Regions from separate parts of the Sus scrofa genome. Here regions 2, 3 and 4 are each linked to region 1. A link is a contact called in public Hi-C and HiChIP or PLAC-seq data. All regions are on one chromosome and are shown on one strand. The core of a region is the stretch at or near the end of the contact, and the rest is flanking DNA. Distances in the headings are between cores, read along the strand shown. Region 1 overlaps RUNX2 (runt-related transcription factor 2). Region 2 has its middle 280 kb from the start of SUPT3H. Region 3 has its middle 200 kb from the start of SUPT3H. Region 4 has its middle 250 kb from the start of SUPT3H.

Region 1 (2,743 bases), core at 117-2,616:
GCAGCCTGAGGCGCAGGGCGGGCAGGGATGCTGGGGAGAGGGACGCGGGAGTCCGTGGGGAGAACGCTGGCGATACCCTGGAGTGGGGGCGGGGTGGAGCAAGTTCGGGCCGCAGCTCGGAGAGTGGGCACCTGGGGGCTCCTGGGGGAGGTAAGACGGCTCGGAGAAGTGGGTCAGAATGTTGGCCGGCAGGCTCCACGGGTGATGAACGGATAAAGAGAACCAGGGTTGAGGTGATGGCTGCGGGCACAGGTGGGAGAGGGAAGGATCTATCTGCACGGGGTCACTACGCCCGGAGCCCGCTGGCAGATCCGGAGGAAGAGGGCCAGACGGCGTTCCTTCGGGTCCGAGCCACCAAGATAGGAACCTTGGAGGCAGTACGGGTCCGGGCTCGGGCCCCCGCGGGCACGGAAACGCTAGCAGGCAGGTCCCGCGGCTCCGGGCAGGGGGCGGGGGGTGGGGGGGCGGCCGCAGCTTCTTACCTTGAAGGCCACGGGCAGGGTCTTGTTGCAACGCCAGTGCGAGGGCAGCACAGAGCACAGGAAGTTGGGGCTGTCGGTGCGGACGAGTTCGGCCGGGTGGTCAGCGATGATCTCCACCATGGTGCGGTTGTCGTGCGGCGGCCGCAACCGGGGCACGGCGGCTGCCGCTGCCGCCGCCGCCGCCGCCGCCGCCGCCGCTGCCGCTGCCTCCTGCTGCTGCTGTTGCTGCTGTTGCTGCTGCTGCTGCTGCTGCTGTTGTTGCTGCTGCTGCTGTTGCGCAGCCACCACCGGGCTCACGTCGCTCATCTTGCCGGGCTGCAGGCTGCTGGAGGGGGGGCTGAAGCGCCGGCTGGTGCTCGGATCTACGGGAATACGCATCACAACAGCCACAAGTTAGCGAAGTGGCCGGGGGAGGGGGAGGAGGGTGGAATGAGGGGCGAGGAGGAGGAAATTGGGGGGGTGGAGGCGAGACGGGGGAAAGGGGATGGAGGTGATGGGGCTGAGGAGGTGAGAAATCAAGTTCGATGAAGCAGACTGCCGGGCGGAGTCTGACGGGGGCCAGCGGTGGCGGTGCGGAGCAATCGGGTTGGCGGGTGACGAGACCCGGGAGGCGCAGATCTTGCTGGAGCCCTTGAAACACCCGGGGTGGCAGCTGCGAACGGGCACCAGGATGTGTTTGGCTCGGGCAGGCGGGAGACTTCACTTCGCAGCAGCTTGGAGTGGGGTCCCTTGGGGCACCGCGTCCTGGGTGCGCTGGCGCCCCCTCCCAGTTCGAGTCCGGCGGTTGAGCCCAGTGGGTTCAGCAGTCCAACCCAGAGGCCAGCATCGCCGCGCGCTGCCCGCCACCGCCGCGCCGCGCCACGAGCAGCTACGCAGCTGCTGGCGTCCGCGCCGCGCCGCCCGCCCGCCCGCGCCGCTGCTGCCGCCGCCGCTCTGCTGCGGCTGCCGCTCCCCCCGCGCCGGCTGCACACTCAGATTCCTCCCGCGGCGGCTGCCAGCCCGGCTCCCCGGCTCGGCTCCTTCCTTTCCCTTCTCCTCTTCTCGCCCTCTCACCGCTCCCTCCTCGCATCCACTCCCTCCAGCTCTTTGCAAAGCTCCCCTGACCCTCGCGCTTCGAGGCGCCAGGAGGTAAGTCGCGGGCAGCGGATCTCGGGGCAGCGGATCTCGAGCCTGCGAATCTCAGCCGCTGCCGCCGCCCGCCGGCCGCGAGAAGTAGCCCCCGGGACGCGGCGTGCAGCTTCCGAAGCCGAGAGAGGCGGCCCGGGTCTAGGGGGATCTCGCCTGGTCGCGTCCTCTTGCTTCTCACCCCCCTCCCCCCTAGAACCAGGAACCCCCTCTTGGTCGGAGGAGGTTGATGCTGAGACGCCAGAGAGCCTGCCGGCTGATCTGCCTGTCGTTATTTTTCGTTGTAACTTCAGGAGAGGAAGAAGGAAAATTCTTGAGCGTCTGTGCTGACTTCTCAGCACTCTTCACCCTTCCCCCACCCCATCCCCCCCCCACCTCTGCCGGAGCGGCTCCCAAGAGGGGTTAAAAAAAAGATTTTACAGAGTTTGGGTGTTTTTTGTCTTAAGCGACTCAAAAAAATTGGGATGGAGGGGACATTTGTCAAAATCGTTTTTAGAAACTCAAACTGTGGGTAGCCGGACACTTTTTTCTTCTATATTCAAACTTGTTCCTAGAGAACAAGGATGAGTTTCTTTAAGGACTGGAAAACTATCAACTTGATGATTAAAATAAGTTGCTAAAACCCTTGCGGGGAGGGGGGGAACCCCAGCAGTTTTCCATGAATCTCAATCTATTAATAAGTCTATTCTGCATCTAAAACTTGGTCTAATGTCTTAACTTCCCCACCACCACCACCACTCCCAAGGAAAAAAAATTAAAATACGAAATAAAATATTCAAAATGCTTCGATGGCTATTTATTTATGTATTTATTTCCCAGTGTGGGTTTAAAAAGCGACTTTGGATCCCCCCAAAAGTTGTGGTCGAAAGGATGAAGGAGCGCAGAAAAAAGGCGGCAGTTTTACCTAAAATGTGGTTTTTGGAGGCTGGGATTTCTAATGATTAGGTTTTTGTGGTTTATATAGACACGACTCTGGCTAAGGCGATCATTACACTGATGAGAGTCAGAAGCACGTGGGTGTCTCCGACCAGCCTCAAACTCTGAGCCTTCAAAACAAATAAAACAATGTGCGGCGCCCGCAGAAGCCGGGAAATCCGCTTGAGGGTATCGCACCCCTAAGAAGGGGGCACAGGGCC
Region 2 (2,700 bases), core at 8-2,507, 240 kb before region 1:
CAACCCAAAGGTTTTAGAACCCAGGGTCCCACAGAGCTGGGACGCCACCAAGAATGTGAAAAGGGAGGGACAGTCTGGCTGGGAGTGGAGATCACTGGAGCCCCCGCACTGCCAGCTCCCAGATGCAAATCCACAGGGGGAGCGAGAGGCCAGGACAGCTGTGCCTGGCACCTGGGGGCCCTGGGTCCTGTTCACACGACTAGGCTCCAAGACCCCCTGGGGTGGGGCAGGTAGACACACATGTGTCCCCTCACCAGCTCAGCTGGACCAGCATCTCAGGGAAGAAGACCCCCAACCCCCCTGGCTTGTGTTTGTGACAATGCCAAGCTGTTTACCCATGGGGAACAAGGAAGCAGAGGGGCACCCCATCTGGGAAGGAGGGTGGGGCGATGGCCCGATTTCCCAAGGCCAGAAGCAGCAAGGGTCTGACCAGGGTGTTCCCTGAGTCAGCAGCCCAGCGGACGAGAGGGCTCAGCATCCCTCCGGACCCTCCACTGACCTCTGATCAAAGTGGCAATGCCAGCTTTGGACATGCTTGGTAAACATCTAGGAGACAGATGACCCTGTCGTTCTCAGCATTCCGCACCCCCCTAGAAGGACCCTCATTCTGCACATCTGATGCCTCTGGCATCTGTTGCCACCTATAACACAATCCCACCCCCTCCCCTGCCCCCGAACTTCGAAGCAAAGCTTCCGAAGAGATGGCTCTCCGAGTTCCCTTACTGCCCCGTCCTTTCTCTCAAAAATTCCTTGGATGTCAGACCTCCCAGCAGTGCCGCTGTGTCTCTCCCGGGGAAAACTTTTCTAATTTGAGTCCGAGCTTTCCCTTTTCTTCCTGTCATGCCATCCCTCCTAATGATAAGCCTTTGTGCCAGGTCCAATTATACACAAAGCTCAAAGGAGCAGCCCCAACTTTAAACTTGGCCCTGGCCATTGGAAGGGGACGTCTCGGGCATCTTGCTTAGCCCAGAAGGAAAGACATTGTTCTCCAAGGGGAAACAAAGCCAAGGAGAGAGGGAAACGCTCTTGCAAAAATAAAAGTCAAGAATGAAGCCACAGACCACGCTGGCCGCCCCAGGACACTGGGGCCCAAGGACGATACTGCATCTGTGAGGACTCTGCCCTGCCCCCAGCATGCAGAAGCAGCAGAAAGGCTCTGATTTTTCCTTTTTTAAACACTTCCCTGACCCTACCTACGCTCTCCCTGCAGGGTCAGCAGAGGGTGAGATGAGAGCATTCGCCGGGAATTTCCTGACTTCTGCGAATTTTTCTCAAGATCTGGCCATGAGTCAACGGGAGGCACTGTGACACATGGTATGACTTGCAGTGCCCCCCCCTCCCTTCTGGAACACCCTGAAAAGCATCTCTCGGTTGAGTAACTGAGGACGAAAATTCATAAGCCTCCCCCGCCCATCCCCCAACTTACCCTGCCTATTGCCCCACACTTAGAGGAGATGAGGATGTATATTGAATCAGGATATTCATATTTTCTAGAAGTACAGAGAGTGCCTTTCACTTCTTTTGCAGAATTAAGCTCTCTTGTATGATGTCTGTTGGTCTTTATGTTTGGGGTGTTTAAAGAACGGGGCAGGGGAGGGGGCAATGAGAAGAGGCGGGGAGGAGAAAGAAGATCACTGCTCAGGTTTCCACTGTCCTGAGAAGATCTGGGGGTCTAGACCGTGCCGTGAAAGGACCAAGTGAGCTGGATCAGGTTGGCGGGTGGATGCATCTGTTCAATGTTACTGATGTTGACAATAAATCTGAAATAACCAAGCAAAGCCGAGTGATTATGATTTCACATGTGAATTATCTGACTGCCAGGACTGGGACTTTGCTAGCAGAGACCAATGACGACCAGTCTCTGCTACTGATGGTTTATAATTCCTCTCAGAGTTGGGAGAGAAGGGCTTGGATCAATAACATCTTTCAACAGATTTTACAATTAAAATGAAGAGCATTCACCCAGCCATGAAAAAGAATGAAATTGTGCTGTCTGCAGCAACATGGATGGAGCGATAGTGATATTATGCTAAGTGAAATGTCAGACAGAGAAAGACAAATACTGTATGATAGCACTTGAATGTGGAATCTACAAATAACATAAGCCAGTAAATATACCCAAAAGAATCAGACTCACAGTTACAAAGAACGAACCAGTGGTTACGAGTGAGAAAAAGAAAGATGGGGTAGGGACAACTTAGGGGCAGAGGATTAAGAGAGGCAAACTACCGTGGGAAAAAATAGATAAGCGATAAGGACATAGCGGACAGCACAGGGAATTACTGCCATTATTTTGTCCTAACTTTTAATGGAGGATGATCTGTCAAAATACTGAATCACTCTGCTGCACACCTGAAACTAATATAATATTTCAAATCACCTATACTTCATTACTTAATTTAATTGCTTTAATTAATTTATTAATTTAATCCCGTTAATGAATGGTAGTGCTGAAACTGCTAAGCGTTTGTGGAGCCTGGCCTCACGTTTCGCACATGTGGCAGCTTTTTGCAAACTCTGGTGTGCCAGGTGAACGGCAAGGAATTACCATCCTTGGGGTGCATTAACACCCCTTCTGTGGGACCAAAAAAGATGTCGCCTTTTATCAATAGAGCAGAGAATTTCTAAAGGTCCTGGTGAGGTTTGGGGGCCAGTGTCTCCAGGCTTCTCTTTCAAATGCAGAACACTCAGGGTAGATAC
Region 3 (2,700 bases), core at 78-2,577, 150 kb before region 1:
TTCCTTCTCTCACTCCTGCAGGCGTGGTAGCAGAGCCCCAGGGAGAGACTGTCAGGGAGCACTGGACCCCCCTGCTCTCTGGGAAGCCACTTCTGGGTGGCATGAGCCCGCAGCGATGTGCAGCCCTGTCCCTGTCTGCTCTGGTCAGCCTGCCCCACAGAGCCCTGCTTTGGCTCTGGGCAAGAAGAAAGCAGCATCTTCCATGCGTGGAGTATTCTAAAACAAAATAATAACTCAGAGATTTGATGGACTCTGACAGAGGGAAAAAGGGAGTGAAAAAAAAAATGGAACAAAGATGCCATTTTTAAATTACTGGCTCGGGTTCAGGATTTCACTATTTTCTATGGCAAGGAGCAAGTAAAAAAAATTCCTTCTATTGATGAGTATTTTTTTTTAATAGTCAATGAAAGCCAAAGGGCTCCGGGCTTCTGACTTTCCCTCTTGGGGGACCTTGGAGCCTGTCCTCTGGGTAACTCAGAAAAGGACTGGATGGCCAGAAGGCAGGAGGCTCAAAGGCCTCCAACAAGCGGCTCAGAGGAGGCACGGGTGCAGCAGGACACACTGTGTTTTCAGCTCGGATTCTGTGATCTTTCTGCCAAACGGGGGTTTACAAAGCAAAAATCTCCAGAGACTTCTCATACTTTCTGGCTTATTCTCCTGGTGTTCATCTTAACAGGAGTCAGCTGTTCGCCTTCTCACTTATCCAGCATGTTGCCGAGGAGAATTCAGCATCTGGTCTGGCTATTATTAAAAACAAGAACATCCTGCTCTGTCGGGAGAACAGCACCACTGGCCATAAAAAGGACACAGAGATATTTGCATCCAGGATTCCAGAGCCCCTCCAACCCACCCCACCTCTCATCCCACACCCCCCACTCCCCAGGCTTTCATTTTAAAATTTGCCCCAATGCATCTGTCATTTGCATCGTGGTCTCCTCTGTCTGAAACAGAGAGACAGAGCATACTTTTTCCTTTCCCTGGGAGGCAGGAATCACTGGCGTGGTTCAAACACTGACCCGCTCACGCAGTGTGATAAAGTTGAACTACCAGAGGAAATTTTTTTTTTTTTTTTACAACTGCGGAAATGAAAAAGTAAACAAGACTGGGGCTGCCTGGGTCTTCAGGCTCCAGCTTTTTTTGTTGTTGTTTTCGTCTTTTGCTTTTTTTAAGCATTGGGCGAGGAACCATGTAATATGAAAAAAACCCAGAGAGGTTTTATTAGCCAATAAAGAAAAAAAAAAAAAAACTGAATTCCTATTAACCACTTAACTCCTTGCTAAAGTTCCACCCTTGGCTTTTTCCCCTTGGATGCTTCTCTTTCCCTCTGATGCCCATGAGGAATGAAAGCTGGTCCATCAGCCCCTCCCAGCACAATCTGAGTTCACAGTGTGCCCGAGAAGTTGTCGTGGAGAATTATATTTCATCATAATCTCTGCATTTCTCATCTGGGAAACCACTAATCAGATCTCAAGTCAGATTTTCTATGCCTCCACATCCACACCCAGAAAGGCCCTCTGAGCACACTGCTAAAAGGGAGAAAGGTTACTACGATTTTCAAGATTACAGTATTCAGTGACTGTTAGAGAAAAACAGAACCGGGCTAAGGCATGGTTAGAAGGTGTCATGATTCCCACGAAAGACTCCTCTCCTTTCGGGGCAGAAGAATGGAGAGAAACTCACAGAGAAACAGAAAGTGAAACTGGCTAGAGTCATTGCACTGTCAGAGATGGATGCAGTTATTAAAAAAAAAAAAAAAAAAAAAAGTGAATGACCTAATGTAGGAAGGAAAGGATGTCCAAGGAGATTTAAATCATAAAACCGCTGTATTAAGGGCTCCCGCCATTATGCATGTCACGTGGTTTTGTGTGTTTGCCTTTGGCAGTTTTTAAATAATACATTTGCACATTTACATCAATCCCTCATCCGGTTGCATTTTAGGAGTTCCTGGTACCCTCTGCTCTCAAACACCCACCCTCCACCCCATTTAGGTCTGCCGCTATATCCTGGATCTCCTGACTATATTGAGTCTGTCTGACTTCCATGCCCACCTCCGGGCTAACTCTGGTACTAAGGGTTCTCTGGGAGAACTGTCCCAGGGCAGAAGGAGTCCAAGGCCACATGAGACCTAGTGGCAATTTTGTGTTCTGGCCTCCTTTAATGTTGTGAAGACAACATTATCGAGGGGCTTGTGTGGAAGAAATTTTGCTTGTCTTTCCCTTGCGGCCCCGCCCGGCCTTTTGGCATTTTGCTGGAGGGTCTTAGTTTCTCTATAAGGATGACAGGTTGGGGCGAGGCTGCAGGGAGGGGGAGGGGGGACTTCTTCCTTCCTTAGTGCTGTGAGTGACACAGAAGGATCTGGGACAAAAAGATAGCCATCACAATGTGAGCTACCTTTGCAAGGCTAAAACATAAAGCAGTTTTTTTCAGAAAACCCCACTGAGTGATCAGATACCACTGCAACAAGATAAGAAGAAAACAAAATGGAAATAGGTTTTTGGTACAAGTTCAGTGGGTTTCCAGAAACTCGATCCTTCTGCTTTCCAAGTGGCTGTGCAGGTCCGGACAGCAGAGCGGGCTGAATCACAGAGCCCTTCTGAAGAAAAGCTTTACAAAAATTAATAATAATCCCCTCTTACACGTCAGCCTCGCCGTGGCCCTGAGCTCTCAGGGAGCATCCAGTGTCTCCTGTCCCTTCTAAAT
Region 4 (2,700 bases), core at 20-2,519, 210 kb before region 1:
TTAGACAGTCCTTCCTTATATGTGCAGCTGCAAAAAAGAATGAGGAAGTTCTCATTGTCCTGATGTGGAGAAACCTCCAAGATATACTATCAAATGAAAGGAAAGGGACAAAAAAATGTTATTGAATAATGTTGCGCCATATAGTATCTTTAGGATGTTTTAAAATGAGAAAAAATAAGAACTATGTTCATAGCTGCTTATATGTGCATCAAGGAACGCTGAAAGAATATACAAGACACTTAAAAAAGTAAAGTTTACTTAAGGGGATTCAGGAACAATGAAGCAGAGGATGATGGGAGTAAAGAAAGCTAACACGTACATGGAAGTTACTGCCTGCCAGGAGCTACTCTGTGTTCTTTACATGCGGGAACCCATTTTATCTTCACAGCAATCCTGCCTCATTCTTCCTATTTTTCAGATGAGGATGCTGGGGCTCAGAGAGGTTAAGTAAATTGCCTAAGGTCACACAGCCAGTGAGCAGCAGGAATGCCATACAAATCGAAGCAGCATGACTTCAGAGACCATGCTCTAAGGACCCTGCCAAACATTCCCTTTCAGAGTACAAGGGGGAGAGGGAGCCTTTTCCCTGCATTTGTATTTGCTTTTCTACTTTTGTTAGTTTGGTTGGCTGGTGGGTTAGTTGGTTAGTTAGTTGGCTGTTTTCCTTTTTTAACCATGTGAGTGTATTATATAGTGCTAAATAAAATTTTCTCGGGTTGCTATGAGGAAGCAATGTGACCAACTGGGGGTTGGGTCTTGGGGGCAGAGTTTGAAAAGATCCTTCCCAAAAACATTCCAGAATACCACTGTGCTCTTAAGCATGAGGCCCCAAACCAGTCTCTAACACTGGTCTGACCAACATAACTATTAACTCTCTTGTTTTGAGGACTGTAGTTCTACTAAGACAGCCTCTGTTTACACCTGCTTTTTCAGAATTCTCATTCCTCCATTGCAACTAACTGAAATGTCCTACATCTCTGCCCAAGTCCTTCTGCCAGCTCAGCACTTCTCCATTCCTGCCTGGCACAGTTGTTTCCTAAGCCTGTGTCTAGGATGTTAAATCTCTTCCCATTAAACTTTCTCTTGTTCGTTGGTTTGACCCATTGGTCCAGCCTGCCTCCATTGGCTCCTGGCTCCATTTCCCCCAGTAGTCAAGATCCTTCCCAGCCAGACAGGTTTCCATTTGACAGAGAAGGAGACTTCCTCCCTAGAGAGGGGACTTGCTGGTGGGGAAGAATGACTCAAGGGCCTTTTCCAGGAAGCCCTACTGTCACAGCCCAGTGCCTTTGGAAGACTCCACCCTGCAGGCATTGCCAAGGCTGCCTCCCAGGTGTCCAGCTCTAGCGCCTCCTATAGGAATTGGGAAAGAGTGCATAGGATAGTCTCCATGTGCATGGCACATGTTCAAAGTTGGCTGGTGATTATAGCGGCTTAAGCCATCATGTTCTAGATTAGCTGCTTGGGATTTTCTGAAGCTTGTGCCGAAATCAGAGATGCCATGGGGATGACATCTTCCTTATCTGTGGAGTGATGTGATGTGGAGTTATTCAACAAGCAATCCCCAGAGAACACAGACCAAGGAACCGGTCCAGGAATTCCACTCTCGTCAGCCTGCCCGCCTGCCATATGTGCAGGTTGAAGTGTGTGTCGACGCTCTACCTGTCTTCTCTCCAAGAGATGGGATCCGACAGCTATTTCAAGGATGAGTCAAAAAAAAAAAAAAAAAAAAAAAAAAACGGGGGGATGCCCATCTAATCCGTATGCTAGGAGCCATGCTGGATTTGGCAAAGTGAGTGGAAAAAGCAAGATTCCCCAGGATAAATTCATCCGTGGTCATGAAGATCCCGGAAAACAGGGCAGGGGAGATAGCAAAAACTCAATTGGGTTGATCCAAATGGCTCCAGGACCATCGTCCATGGGAAAAGGCAGGAAAACACAGCAGTGAGTGAACCCTCAAGGGCTGAAAATGCCTTGGAAATGAGGTGACTCCAATCAGACTCAAGGCCAGCCCTGTGCAAAGGTCATGATGGGTTCGTTTGAGATGTGAGACACACCTCAGAATCTGGAACCAAGCCTCAGATGCCCTTAGGAGTTTTAGCTTCACTGGGTGGGGTGAAACTTACAGTGACAGCCTATTAACCTAGACCCCAAGCTTGTGATCTCCAGTTCTGACCCTGGAGGGGCTCTTGAACTTTACGTAAGCAGGGAATACCTCTGTTTCCCCCTCTTGGTGATAACATTTGGGAAGGTAGAAGGCCAAATAAGAGAGGTCGTTAATAACCCCCACCCTGCCTGCCGAACTGATGGTGTCCTATAAATACAGAGATGATAACATCAGGCAAGTCTTCCAAATTCCTTCGAGAATGTCAGAGAATAAATAGGAAACTTTGTTACTGCCATTACCATGAAATGCAAAAAACTGCCTGCGGGGGTGTGTTTTCTGAAATCCCACAACACAGCTTTTTTCTCATCCGTGTAACCATCTTCACCTTGTCAGAACACTTAACAGAAAGTCCCCAGGACTCCATCATGGGCAATTAAACCTCTGGAAAAGTAGAAAGGCCTGGAAAATATGCCCTTCTGACCCCAAACCCAGAAGCAGGTTAGTGCGAGAAGCTATCCCAACTGGGTGCAGCTGGCACCCCTTAACGGATAAAACTGGTTCCAGGAATGAGTCATACTGATTATACCCTTGGGACA

What was found. A called contact is a pair of places that touch in the nucleus more often than the background predicts. HiChIP or PLAC-seq counts read pairs in DNA pulled down with a chosen protein or histone mark.
Region 2: a contact with region 1 is called in an H3K27ac HiChIP or PLAC-seq map of alveolar macrophages. The contact joins two enhancer-like sites. A contact is called at or near these places in 1 of 47 Hi-C or Micro-C datasets (embryonic fibroblasts) and 1 of 2 datasets of contacts at active chromatin or transcription factors (alveolar macrophages).
Region 3: a contact with region 1 is called in a Hi-C map of alveolar macrophages, with 1.7 times the contacts expected there. The contact joins two enhancer-like sites. A contact is called at or near these places in 7 of 47 Hi-C or Micro-C datasets (alveolar macrophages, blood, embryonic fibroblasts and 3 more) and 1 of 2 datasets of contacts at active chromatin or transcription factors (alveolar macrophages).
Region 4: an H3K27ac HiChIP or PLAC-seq map of alveolar macrophages shows a contact between it and region 1. The contact joins two enhancer-like sites. A contact is called at or near these places in 1 of 47 Hi-C or Micro-C datasets (embryonic fibroblasts) and 1 of 2 datasets of contacts at active chromatin or transcription factors (alveolar macrophages).

Annotation. Positions count from the first base shown.
Region 1 is chr7:40,204,029-40,206,771 of Sscrofa11.1, reverse strand. It overlaps RUNX2 (runt-related transcription factor 2), which reads right to left. Exons shown (of 8, transcript XM_005666074.3): 3 at 483-844. Among named protein-coding and RNA genes, the nearest start is that of SUPT3H, 44 kb to the right of the region's middle. Within about 2 kb of position 1,366, at least 39 of the 83 cell types and tissues checked have an H3K27ac peak or open chromatin away from gene starts, as enhancers often do. A contact at or near this core is called in alveolar macrophages and skeletal muscle, where this site is marked.
Region 2 is chr7:40,443,473-40,446,172 of Sscrofa11.1, reverse strand. No RefSeq gene overlaps it. Among named protein-coding and RNA genes, the nearest start is that of SUPT3H, 280 kb to the right of the region's middle. Within about 2 kb of position 1,257, at least 11 of the 83 cell types and tissues checked have an H3K27ac peak or open chromatin away from gene starts, as enhancers often do. A contact at or near this core is called in alveolar macrophages, where this site is marked.
Region 3 is chr7:40,356,583-40,359,282 of Sscrofa11.1, reverse strand. No RefSeq gene overlaps it. Among named protein-coding and RNA genes, the nearest start is that of SUPT3H, 200 kb to the right of the region's middle. Within about 2 kb of position 1,327, at least 34 of the 83 cell types and tissues checked have an H3K27ac peak or open chromatin away from gene starts, as enhancers often do. A contact at or near this core is called in alveolar macrophages and skeletal muscle, where this site is marked.
Region 4 is chr7:40,409,085-40,411,784 of Sscrofa11.1, reverse strand. No RefSeq gene overlaps it. Among named protein-coding and RNA genes, the nearest start is that of SUPT3H, 250 kb to the right of the region's middle. Within about 2 kb of position 1,269, at least 9 of the 83 cell types and tissues checked have an H3K27ac peak or open chromatin away from gene starts, as enhancers often do. A contact at or near this core is called in alveolar macrophages, where this site is marked.